Regions from separate parts of the Sus scrofa genome. Here region 2 is linked to region 1. Evidence: chromatin contacts called from public Hi-C data. All regions are on one chromosome and are shown on one strand. Each heading gives the region's core, a stretch centred on a gene start, on an enhancer-like site or on the middle of the called end of the contact. The rest is flanking DNA. Distances are from core to core; before and after follow the strand shown.

The links. A called contact is a pair of places that touch in the nucleus more often than the background predicts.
Region 2: a contact with region 1 is called in a Hi-C map of embryonic fibroblasts, with 5 times the contacts expected there. The contact joins the promoter of IGDCC3 here to the enhancer-like site in region 1. A contact is called at or near these places in 2 of 5 promoter capture datasets (fetal skeletal muscle and liver), 26 of 47 Hi-C or Micro-C datasets (adipose tissue, alveolar macrophages, brain and 16 more) and 1 of 2 datasets of contacts at active chromatin or transcription factors (skeletal muscle).

What each region holds. Positions count from the first base shown.
Region 1 is chr1:163,341,330-163,347,326 of Sscrofa11.1, forward strand. No RefSeq gene overlaps it. Among named protein-coding and RNA genes, the nearest start is that of PARP16, 24 kb to the left of the region's middle. Within about 2 kb of position 3,117, at least 16 of the 83 cell types and tissues checked have an H3K27ac peak or open chromatin away from gene starts, as enhancers often do. A contact at or near this core is called in adipose tissue, alveolar macrophages, embryonic fibroblasts and 2 more, where this site is marked.
Region 2 is chr1:163,390,124-163,396,451 of Sscrofa11.1, forward strand. IGDCC3 (immunoglobulin superfamily DCC subclass member 3) reads right to left here and starts at 2,041. Exons shown (of 14, transcript XM_021100139.1): 1 at 1,719-2,041. The coding sequence starts at 1,818. It overlaps IGDCC4 (immunoglobulin superfamily DCC subclass member 4), which reads right to left. Exons shown (of 20, transcript XM_003121731.5): 20 at 6,101-6,328.

The sequences.
Region 1 (5,997 bases), core at 1,867-4,366:
CTTTTTGAAAGGTGGGGGGGTGGTTAGGTCTAAAATTGAAATGAATTGTGTATCCGCTTCCTTTAATCAAGCAATCAGGAGTCTTTATTGTATGTCTTTTGGGGGGAGCTGGGAGAAAACACGGTGTGACCTCTGTGTGACCACTGGGCCCAATTCTAGGACAATAGGCATCCCTCCAAGCTTCAGAAACGCGTCCTTCCCCAGCAGTGCACACCCTTAACTCCAACAAGTCCGGAAATCTCATTCACCGAACCATCGCCGTCATAATACATAGCATTTATTGAGTGCTTACTATGGACCAGGTGCCAAGGATTTTCCAGTCATTTCCCATTCGATTCTCCAAACAAACCAATTAGATAAGTACCATGATTATCTCTATTACAGATGAGGAAATTGAGCTTCAGAGAGGTGAAATAATAAGTCCAGAGCCACTTCAAAGTTTTCAAAGTCTGTTTCAATGCCATGGCTCAAGCAATGACAATAAGACCCAAGGAAAAGTTGCAAATTACCCCAAGTTTCCAGTCTCCACGTTCCTTTCCCTCAAGTTGTTGCAAGATGGATGGAGCTGGTTTCTCTTAAATTCTCTCTCTCAGCTTCATCTTTGGTTCACCCTTCATCTCTCTCCCTCCTTTCTCTTCATCTTTTCTCCCTCCCTCTTTGCCTTCCTGCTTTCTTGCTTTCTTTCCAGAAGCATCATATTTGGTGCTGCTCATGGCAGCAGTGCTGGGTCAGAAAGAGATAAGAGGAGTTCCTGTCGTGGCGCAGTGGTTCACGAATCCGACTAGGAATCATGAGGTTGCGGGTTCGGTCCCTGCCCTCGCTCAGTGTGTTAACGATCTGGCGTTGCCGTGAGCTGTGGTGTAGGTTGCAGACGCGGCTCGGATCTCACGTTGCTGTGGCTCTGGCGTAGGCCAGTGGCTACAGCTCCAATAGGACCCCTAGCCTGGGAACCTCCATATGCCACGAGAGCAGCCCAAAGAAATAGCAAAAAGACAAAAAAAAAAAAAAAAAAAAAGAAAGAAAGAGATAAGAGGCCACACCTGTCCATGGAAGCTCACATCCCAAGTTCTCCAAGGAGCTGTAGCCAACACACATCATGTGCATTTTATGTTGCAGAAGGAAAGTATGAGAGGTTGCAGAGCAAGGGCAAAGGCAGGACAGATGGTCCTAGCGGAGAGGATAGGGAGGATATTTGGAAGGATCTGGAAAGAAGGGATAGTTAGCCTCATTCTGAAGGAACAGCTTGCAGAAAGGCCTGGAGCCACCACTGCATGGCGTGTTCTGGAGAAGCCAGGAGCTCAGCTTGGAGGATGACAGGGGCAGAAATTAGCCTCTGCTCTGGTTAATAATTTTTTTGACTGTGTTCATAGCATATGGAAGTTCCCACAACAAGAGTTGAACCTGCGCCACAGCAGTGACCCAAGCCACTGCAGGGACAATGCTGGATCCTTAACCTGCTGAGCCACCAGGGAATTCCCAGCTAATAATAATAATAATAATAATAATAGCACAGGAGTTCCTGTCATGGTGCAGTAGTTAACAATTCCGACTAGGAACCATGATGTTGCGGGTTTGATCCCTGGCCTCGCTCAGTGGGTTAAGGATCTGGCGTTGCCGTGAGCTGTGGTGTAGGTTGCAGACGCAGCTCGGATCAGGCGTTACTGTGGCTATGGCGTAGGCCAGCAGCTACAGCTCTGATTAGACCCCTAACCTGGGAACCTCCATGTGCTGCGGGAAATAGCCCTAGAAAAGGCAAAAAGACAAAAAAATAATAAAAAATAATAATAATAGCACAGTCCTGAATGCTTTACATAACCGGTTTTACTGCTCACAACCTATCAAGTGCGTGCTCTGCTTGTTCATAGATTATAGAGGAGAAAACCATGGCACCAAAGGTTAAAGGTTGTCCACTGGGTCACACAGCCAGAGAGTGACTGAGCGGGGATTGTAAATCTGATCCTTAACCACTGGGTTACACTGCCTCTTGTGAGAGGGACTTGAATGCCAGGCTAAAGGCATTGGATGGCTCTGGGGGCAGTGGGGAGCTATGGCAGTTTCCTGACCCAACCTGCATTTTAGGACATGGCCAAACTCTCCACATCTCCTCTTCAGGGTCTGACAGTCCTTGGTCTCTCCTCAATATTCAAAAAGAAAATCTCCAGAGTTTCCTGGTGGCTCAGTAGTTAAGGACCTGGAATCGTCACTGCTGTGGCTTGGGTTGCTGCTGTGGAATAGGTTCAGTCTTTGGCATGGGAATTTCCACATGCCATAGGTGTGGCCAAAACGCCCTCCATTTCAGCCAAGTCAACCAACTCCTCCCTCCAAGGTCCCCTACTCTTCTTGGTCCTCAATCTACAGGTAACAATCAACAGCCTGCATGGGCTTGAAACAAGAAGACCCAAGTTCCCAGTTCTATCACATCACTTCTCTAGGCCTCAGTTTCTTCATCTGGCAAATGGGAAGATGACAGTAAGTCCAGCCCTGCTCACTACAAGGCTGTGAGAAGACTCAGGAGGTGATGTGAGGGTGTTCTATTCAACACCACGAGAAGTAATAACAGAGGAATCATTATCACTGTGGTACCGAGGACTCCACAGTGACTCTTTCCCTTCCCTGAGGAAGTACCAAGCCATCTGGGCCTCTTACTAGTTCCTGTTCCACCTAGTAAGCCACATGAGCCTTTCCTCAGACACATCAATCACGAAAAAGCATATGCTCTGGAAGTCTAGTAATAATTCATTCACACATTTATTAAGTATCTACTAAATGCCAGGCCCCATGCAGCAAATGATAGCCCCCTGGCTGCTCCCTGGTTTTCCCATGCGCTTGGCTTACCCTGTGCCTTCAGCCTGAGATGTCTTTTCCCCCCTTCTCTACTCTTCTTCCCAGTCTTCCTTAACCCTGGCCCCCAGTGGATCACATTTTCTTGTTTCTACAACTTGCTGGTACCCTTCCAAGCAAACACTTGGATAAATTGCAGTTATTTTCATTCAAGCTTATACTGTCAGCTCACTGAGAGTCTGGGTCTGTGTCTCCCGGATGGGGCTGAGCCAGTCTTAGGGGTGGGTGGCCATCAGGCCCTCCTCCCTGTAGCTGTAATTCTCACTATCTCCACAGGATGGCAGCAAAACCCTCCAGTCACAGCCCTCCCAGGAGCAGAGATCGCAGGCTAGATGCCCTCTGGGCTCTGGAGCTCAGTCCAGTACTGACTGTGGCCTGGCCGGGTTGAGGGCAAAGGGCTCCAGGCGGGGTGTGGCTGGCCTGGGTTCAAGCCCTGGCTTTGCCTTCAACTTCCCTGTGAACTTGAGCAACTCCTGCTTCTCATGGTTCTTGGTTTCCTTATCTGACTCATGAGGGGTTGGGTGGCTCCTTCTGGCTCTGTTACTCTGGGGTCTATGGTCCCTGGTTGGATGTGGTTCTCAGGCTGGCACCAGCTTCCTGTGGCCCCTGATCCATCACTGCCCTAGGAGAGGGAGTTTTCACCATTGCCAGGTGTTCACAGGGGCCTGGTCCCTGGTCCCTGTAACTTCAGGACTGGCCCTCCAGACTGATCATCACTAATCATAGGGATGAGACCCAGAAGCAGGGCTTGGCTGGGAGTCAGGAGCCCTCCCTGTCTTCCTGCAGCCCCTCCCATCACACCCCAGGGCCTCTCCAGTGGGCCTTCCTATTGTTCGCCACCCATCCCCACAAAGGAGTCCTGTGGTCAAACATGCCCAAAGCTTCTTACTCTGCTCCCATCCGAGTGGAATCTAACTCCCCTCCCTGGAATGTGCCTGCCTTAGTGATTTGCTTCTCATGAATAGAATGTGGTAGTGACACTGTGGAACATCCAGGGCTAGATTCTAAACTATGACACAGGCCCTGCCTGGCTCTGTCCTTGGAGCCCAGCCCCCAGGCACATGGAGAAGCCACATGTAGGTGCTGGGGCCGACGGCCAGCATCAGCCACCAGATGTGAGACCAGTGAGTCTTCAGATGATTCCAGCCCCCTGGCTCCAAGCTGCTCTAGCTGATGCCCAGTGGAACAGAGACAGTCATTCCCACTGCGCATTGCCCAAACTGCAGATGTGTGAGCGAAAGAAATGTTAGGTGAAGTCACTAAGTTGTGGGGCAGATAATTGGAGCATCAGATAATTGGAGCAGATTGCAAGCCCTGGCTGCTACTGATTTCTGCCCAAAGTGTGTATGTGTGGGTGGGTGGCAGGGGGTGTATGTGGTGGAGGCCTTCAGCCTGAGGCCTCTGGATGATTTGAGATCCCAGGGCCCAGATTGTAGCCAGGCCACTCAGCTTTGATACCAGTTTCTGCCAAACTTCCTCAATGGAACTCTGTTTCTCCTTTTACCTTCGCCCAGTTCAGGGTCTTGTTAGAACAGGCTCTGCCTATATTTGCATGTGATTTGTGTGCAACTTGCATATATCTGCATGAGTCCGATCAGGTGGTTTTTAAAGGTTTCTGGACCCCTCCCTTGGGGGCGTGGATACTAGCTTCTTGGACTCTTGAAGGGGACAGGGGCACCAGAGGTTACCTGGTCTGCTCTTCCACCCCCAGTCTGCTCCATCAGATGATAAACCCACCACTTCCCCAAGTGGTCCTCAGATGGCCGACATGGATGAAGAATTCCTGTGTTTGTAAAGTTCTGCGTAGAGAAGGGTGAGGTGTTATGTCTATATTTGGGCTTAGTTCTTTCCTCTGGGAACATCAGGACAAATCAACTACTACCTTGCAAGACCCAGGACAGGCACCATTGTGGCCTCAGACTTCTCTTTCTTAGCTCAGCATCCATAGCACCATCACTATTTATGGACCTTAGCCCCAACCACTCCTGCAGGACTCTTTCAGAAGTGCCAGGGTGGAGGCTTTTAGGTGCAGTACCCTGTTTTCAAATGAAATCTCAGGTGAAGTCCAGCATATAAGACAGATAACAGTGGAGTTGCTCTGGGTGAGGGGAGGGCAGAGAGATCCCCCCAGGCCTCTAGCCACAATTGGAGAACCAAGTTTGCAAACCACTGTCCTAGTTTGTTCCTCTCAAAAGATACATCTGGGAGGAGTTCCCTGGTGGCCTAGCAGGTTAAGGATCCGGCAATGTCATTGCTGTGGCTGGGGCACTGCTGTGGCTCAGGTTTGATCCCTGGCCCAGGAACTTCTGCATGCTGCAGGTGTGGCCAAAAAATGAAAAAATAAAACAGATGCATCTGGGTGTAGAATCTGGCCCTCCAGACTTACAGAGCCTCCTAGGGGTGAGCCCTGGCTTTCCGTTTCAGCAGCAAAGGGGACACTGAGATCCTAAGCAGTTTCATTACACCATTATTGCCTCTTTCTAAGCTTGAGGGCCCACTAAGACCTCCAGATCTTCGTCCTGGCCTATCCTAAGCTTGGGCAGCCCCAGATACCTGGCCTCGGGAGCCTGAACTGAGTAGAGGACAGGGAGGAGTGGGGAGGGCTGGCCAGGGGTATGGTTGTGTGCCCTGAAAAGAGTCACCCAGAAGGAGCTTCTGTTGTGGCTCAGCGGTAATGAACCCAACTAGCTCAATCTCTGGTCTTGCTCAGTGGGTAAAGGATTGCCGTGACCTGCGGTGTAGGTGTGGTGTAGGCTGGCAGCTGCAGCTCAAATACTGGCGGTGTGTCATTATAGGCCAGAGGGATTGGTCTCCAGCTAAGGAGCACAGGCAGAGATCAGAAGTCTGACCCTGGAACCTGGTGCCCTGGCCCGGATGCAAACTCTGATCCTGCCAAGATTCCAGGGTGAGATTTAAGATGTTTCCTTCATTCCTCTTATCCTTTCTCGGTTCCCTCATCTGTAAGAGAAGATGATGATAACTAGACCAGGAAGGTTGTGAGAGCCTAGGTAGCCTCCCTACCTGCAGAGAAGGCCCAGCATGTAAGGCACCTACATGTGGTACCCAGGAGTCTGCCTGGCTCGATGCCACCCTGGCTCCCCTAATCCCAGCACTCCCACCCCTCCCCCACAGCCTGACACAGCCACCAAAACACCC
Region 2 (6,328 bases), core at 791-3,290, 48 kb after region 1:
ACAAATATAAAATGAGATAGTAATAAATCTTTGCTTCTTGTTGCTGGCAAAACCATGTGAGGCCTGGTCCAGTGCCTGGCAGGGAGCAGGGTGTGTTGGCCCAGTATCAGGTACAAGCTAGGCTAGCATCCAGCACTACTGCTCCTCCCCTAAGAAGCTCTGGGCTTTGGTTGTTTTGCTTGTTTTCTCTTTGTCATAAGGCAGATGAGGGATACCAAATATCAACTCATATTTCCCAAAATTCAGGAGGGAGGTTCCTAGAAGCTCTACTGTCAGCAACCTCTTCACTCCTGCAGAAGAGAAAGGGACAGAAAGAGGAAGGAAGGAAGAGAAGGGAGAAGAGGGTGATCAAGGAATCAGAAGAGGAAGAACAAGAACTCCAAATCAGGCAAGATGCCAAGTCTCCAACTTCTCCAACGAGCAACTCACCAGACCAGTTACAACTCCCCGCCAGGGAGAAAGAACCCACCTGAGCTGAAAAGGCAGCCACAGACCCCCTCCTCACATTTCCGTGAAGCTAGCGATCCCTGAGCTGGCCCCTTCCCAACAGACCAGCGCCCTCCCTGGCTGAGAGGAGACCAGGCAGTGGGTGGGGAGAAAGGAGGGAGGAGGAGGGCTGGGGTTAGGGGGGTTTTCCCCACCCTCAGGGCTGCGTAATTCCTATTAGGACATTTGAGGGTCACGCCCCTTCAAATCCCTACCCATCTTCCCCAAGACCTGCATTTCAGCTGCTTCTGCTCCCCGCTCCAATCCCGGTATAGCAACCGGAGGACAAAGTTTCTCCTAGATGCTGCCGCGATATCCCGCTTCTTCGGAGCTAAGAGGGGAGAGAACAGTGCCCAGAGCAATGTCTGCTGAGAACTTGAGGTGGGAGGAGAAGGGACTCAATTTGCACCCCTCTCCTGTGAGGTGAGCCCGTTACACCCACTGTGGAAACAGAGTGGTGGTGACGGAGCTCCGGGCAGCCAAGCCGGCAGACCCCGAGCTCTGCGTGCACACCCTCCGGGGCAAGGCGGGCACGTGGGCAGCCCAGCCGTTCACTCGCCCTTGGTCGGCTTCTCTGCCCCTTCCTCAGCTCGAGGTGTGTCTCTCAGGTCTCCCACTCCCAACGCGCGCACCGCCAGGAATCTTCCTCCTCTTCCTTGGTCTCTCCCTCTCACTCCCCGCCTCAGTCCCGGCTCCAAATCCAGGACCTGCCCTCTGCGCCCAGCGCAGCCCGCTCTATCCCGGCCTTCGCCCCCGGGGTCTGCGGTCTCCTGCATCCGCCGCCTCCGGCCACCCTGTGCCCACCGCAGGGCTCCGCGCACCCCAGCTCGCCCCCTCGGACAGGACTCTGCCCTGCGGTCTCCCGTGGCTCGTTCCCCCCTTTCCCCAACTCCAGCCCTCCCGCCGAGCTCCTGCTTTGCCGCGCTCCTTGCCCCTCGGTCCGGGCTCGGGTCCTGCCCTCAGTTGTGGAGCTGCAGCGGACTGACTGACTGCAGGTCTCTCTTCAGGAGCTCGGTCCTCAGCATCCTCCTGCCGTGCCCGCTTCAGTGCCCTCTCCCCGGGCTCCGCCCTGTCCCGCTCGGCTCCCGTTCTCCGGCAAGTCCCTAGGTCCCGGGGTCCGCCTGCAGGTCCGCGCCGCTCTCCTCAGGTCCGCCCCTCGCGCGCGTTTACTCCCTTCTCGCCCTTCCCCGGGCTGGGTTCACGGCCGCCGGGTCGCGGACGCCCTAGCTCACCGTCGCTCGGCGCGGGCAGCAGCAGCAGCAGCGGCGGCAGCAGCAGCGGCAGCAAGAGCCGGGGCCAGCGGCTCGGGGGCGCGGCGCGCAGAGCAGCCATGGGGCTCGCGGTCCGCTCGGCTCGGCGACGCGCGGCTCCGGGGCCTCTCGCGGCTCACAGCGTTCCGCGGGGCCGGCGCCGGGGCCGGGGCCGGGGCTCCGGCCGGGGCCGAGCCCGGGCGGCTGGGGGCTGGGGCCACATGCCTGCCTAGGAGCGCCAGGGGCGCTGGGGGAGCGCCGCTTGCGCCATCTTGCACCCACCCTGGCGATCTGTCAGCCTCGCCCTGGGTGCGCGCTCCGCACTCGGCACCGCCTGAGCCCGCCCCGCCCTCCTCCCGCCGCCCGCCGCCCCCCTTCCCTCCTCTCCCGGTCCCCTCCCCCAGCCCCCTCTCCCCGGAGGCCCGGTCTGGGGAACAAAAGAGCCGGCGAGCGCTTTAAGCGGCCGGACATTCCCGGCTGCGCGGCGGACGCGCCCCCTGCGCTTTGAACTGGGGCTAGCGGGGCTGGCGCCGTCCCGAGGAGCAGCCCTGTACCCACTTCCCGCGAGCCAGCCCCGGACTTTGGGGGGCTGGGAAAGTGGAGACCCAAAGGACTGCGAAGTGGGTCCGGGTTGCGGAGAAATGGGCAAAGCTGCGGGATTCGCTCTGACCCACTCTCTGCTGCGCCCTCCTCCACCGTGCCCAAGTCTACATTGTCAAGATAATTCCCTAAAAGCTGCACAAAGTTGTCAGATTCTGTTTTCCAAGGCCTTCAGGTTCTTCCATCCAAAGGCTAGGACGTTTAGATGCAAGACTGGCCACTCTAGACTGAGGAGTTCCGGCTCTCGGGTGGACAGGAGGCACGAGGGAGTGGGAAGGCAGTTTCCCCCAGGGCCTTCCTTGGGAAGCAGACAATGAGAATGCTAAAGTAACCGGGTTCCTGGGTTCTGACTGCAGTTCTGCCAAGATAGTCACTCTCTGAGCTCATCCGGAAGATATAGTCGTGTCTCTCTTGCTCACTCATAGGACATTTACAAAACACAGGTCGTGACAAACAATCTAGTAACCGGAAAAGCGCACAGAAAGTTAAAATGCCCAGTAACATTTCTATGCCACAAAGACTGAACGTTTCACGTCAGAAAACACATAAAGGACATTGGTCTCACGTAAGAATTGTTACAGAAGATAGGCATGCCTCTTAGGAGATACATATCCATGCTCGCCCTCAGAGTTCAGCACCATGGGCTAGTCCATCAAAATTACTGAGCAACTACGAAGTTCTACAAGCAGGAGATTTAAAGAGGGTAATCTCTGCCACATTCAGCCATTCGCTCTTGTGTTGAACTGGTACCGCAGAGGAATAACTACATCTCCCCTTTAGTATCAGCTCTGGAATCTTGGACCAGGAGTGTTAATTAACCATATATAAAACTAAATTTGGTGCAGGTGGGTAAAGAAAAGTCCTCTAGAAATCAGTTAAGTTTACTAATGATGGGTTAGGGAGTCCAGGGACTCCTGACTGTAAGGTAGCAATTGGAAGGTGAGCCTGAGAGACAGGACTTAGGAGCAGGCAATGGAATGCAATGGAGAAATTCAGAGTTAGGGAACACCAAAGCTGCAAACCAATTTTATTATGAGGAAGAGCAGGAATGATGGGCCACTACTGACCACCGGAAAGGGAGGGAAGGGGGGCCCTCCCTGGGTGCAAAGTCCTGGAACTCCCCCCTGCAGGGCTTGAATTCTCAACAACCCCTTCTTGGCTTGTCCTAGACTCTGGAGAGGTCAAATTGGTGTCTCGAGTTGCTGTCATTGTAAATTCATTTTGACAAGTGTTTAATTCTTCTTTATCACAACCCTTGGTCTGAGAGTGATATGCAAATAATGGCTATTCCGCTGCATACAAAATGTGCGGTATCTCTCCCTATGATCTGTCAATTAACTTGGGGCTGGCTTACCAGCCACTTTGGGGTGGTCCTGGGCAGAGCAGCCTCTGGCTTCTGGTTCCCTGCAGAGGAAAAGCAAGCATAGTCCAGACACTGTAAAGATCTTAGCAGAGAAGCTGCCAACTGTGATCCTTGTGTGAGTGGTGTCAGTGTGGGGTTTTGTGTGTGACTGTTGTGCCCAGGTTAATGGACTCAAGGGTATTTGTGAAGGTGAGTGTGCATGTACAGGTCTCTGAGCTTGTAGGTACAGTGTCTATATGTGTGAACATGCAGCCACAGGCAATTCTGGAGTTGCCAGAACAAAGAAGAGTTGCTGAGCCCAGACCTCTGGAGTTAGTGGTTCACTCCTCCCTTGCACCCAAGAAAGTTAAAAAATATGTGTCCAGATGGAAGGAGATCCTTGAAGAGTCTAAAAGCATGCCATCAAAGAAAACATCTTTCCTAAGTTTAAATATTTTTCCTAAGTGCCTGTTGAGAGAAAGAGATGGTTCAGCTCTTTCTTTTTTCTTTTTTTTTGGGGGGGGGTTTCCTATCCTAGGATTCTGAATAAGTTATTTTCTTTTTAATTTTTTTTTTTTGTTTGTTTGCTTTTTAGGGCTGCACCTGTGGCATACGGAGGTTCCCAGGCTAGGGGTCTAATCAGAGCTACAGCCTTCAACCTACACCACAGCCACAGCAACTCCAGATCTGAGCCATGTCTGCGACCTACACCACAGCCCACAGCAATGCTGGATCCTCAACCTACTGAGCAAGGCCAGGGATCGAACCTGCTACCTCATGGTTCCTAGTCGGATTCATTTCTGCTGTGCCATGCCGGGAACTCCCTCTTTTTAAAAACATTTTTATTGAAGTATAGTTGCTATACAATATAAGTTACAGATATACCATTCAGGGATTCACAATTTTTGAAGATTATACTGCATTTATAGTTTTTATAAAATATTAGCTATATCCCCTGTGTTGTACACTATATACTGGTAGCTTATTTTATTTTTAAATTTCATTTATTTATTTACTTGTCTGTGCCTGTGACATGCAGAAATTCTGGGGCCAGAGATCAAACCTGAGCCACAGCAGTGACATGCCAGATCCTTAACCCACCAAGCCACCAGGGAACTCCATTATTTTATACATAATAGCTTGTACCTCTTAATCCCACATTGACCCTCTTGCTTCATTCTCCCCGTTGGTAACCACTAGCTGTTCTCTATATCCGTGATTCTGTTTCTGTTTTATTATATTCACTGTTTTTTTAAGATTCCACATATAAGCGATATCATACAGTATTTGTCTTTCTCTGTCTGACTTATTTCATTTAGCATAATGCCTTCCAAGTTCATCCATGTTGTTGCATATGGCAAAATTTCACTCTTTTTTATGACTGAGTAATATTCTATTGCGTGCGTGTGTGTGTGTGTGTGTGTGTGTGTGTGTGTGTGTGTGTGTGTGTATACATGGTCTTTACCCATTCATCTGTTGATGTACACTTAGGTTGCTTCCATATCTTGGCAATTGTAAATAGGGATGCTAAGAACATTTCAGTGAATGTATTTTTTTCTTTTTTCTTTTTCTTTTTACAGTTATACCTACAGCATATGGAAGTTCCTGGGCTAGGGGATGAATCAGAGGTACAGCTGAGGCCTACACCACAGCCACAGCAACACTGGATCCAAGCTGCAACTGTGACCTATGCTACAGCTTGTGGCAACACCGGATCCTTAACCCACTGAGCAAGGCCGGGGATCAAACCCACATCCTTACAGAGACAACATTGGGTCCTTAACCCGCTAAGCCACACTAGGAACTGCATGTATCTTTTTTTTTTTTTTTTTTTTTGTCTTTTGTCTTTTTTGTTGTTGTTGTTGCTATTTCTTGGGCCGCTCCCGCGGCATATGGAGGTTCCCAGGCTAGGGGTTGAATCAGAGCTGTAGCCACCGGCCTACGCCAGAGCCACAGCAACGCGGGATCCGAGCCGAGTCTGCAACCTACACCACAGCTCACAGCAACGCTGGATCGTTAACCCACTGAGCAAGGGCAGGGATCGAACCCGCAACCTCATGGTTCCTAGTCGGATTCGTTAACCACTGCGCCACGACGGGAACTCCTGCATGTATCTTTTTGAATTAGTGTTTGGGGTTTTTTTTGGATATATACCCAGGAGTGAATCCACTGGGTCATATGGTAGGGTAGTTCTATTTTTAGTTTTACTGAGAAATCGCCATACTATTTTCCATAGTGGCTGCACTAACTGACATTCCCACCAACAGTGTGCGAGGGTTCCCTTTTCTCCAGAGACCGTTCAATTCTTGCTTATAACCATCTGCTCTTTCTCTCAGAAACCAACATTTCCCATCCTAGTAGGAAACACATTCTTTAGGACAGAAAGGCTGAGGGAATTCTAGTCCTTTGGTTTCAAAAGAGAACATTTTTGGAAAATAGTTTATTAATTCATTATTGGGACATGTACATGATCAACAAACACCTTGGCTTAACACTAAAGAATATCATATTTGTAAGGAGGGAAAAAATGCTGGAAAAATAATTAAATAATACAGCAAAACTAAATACAGACAAATAAGTGAGCAGGTACCGATTACACTTATCATGCATCAAGAAAAGGTTTTTAAATGAAAGTCAAAAACCGTAAGGC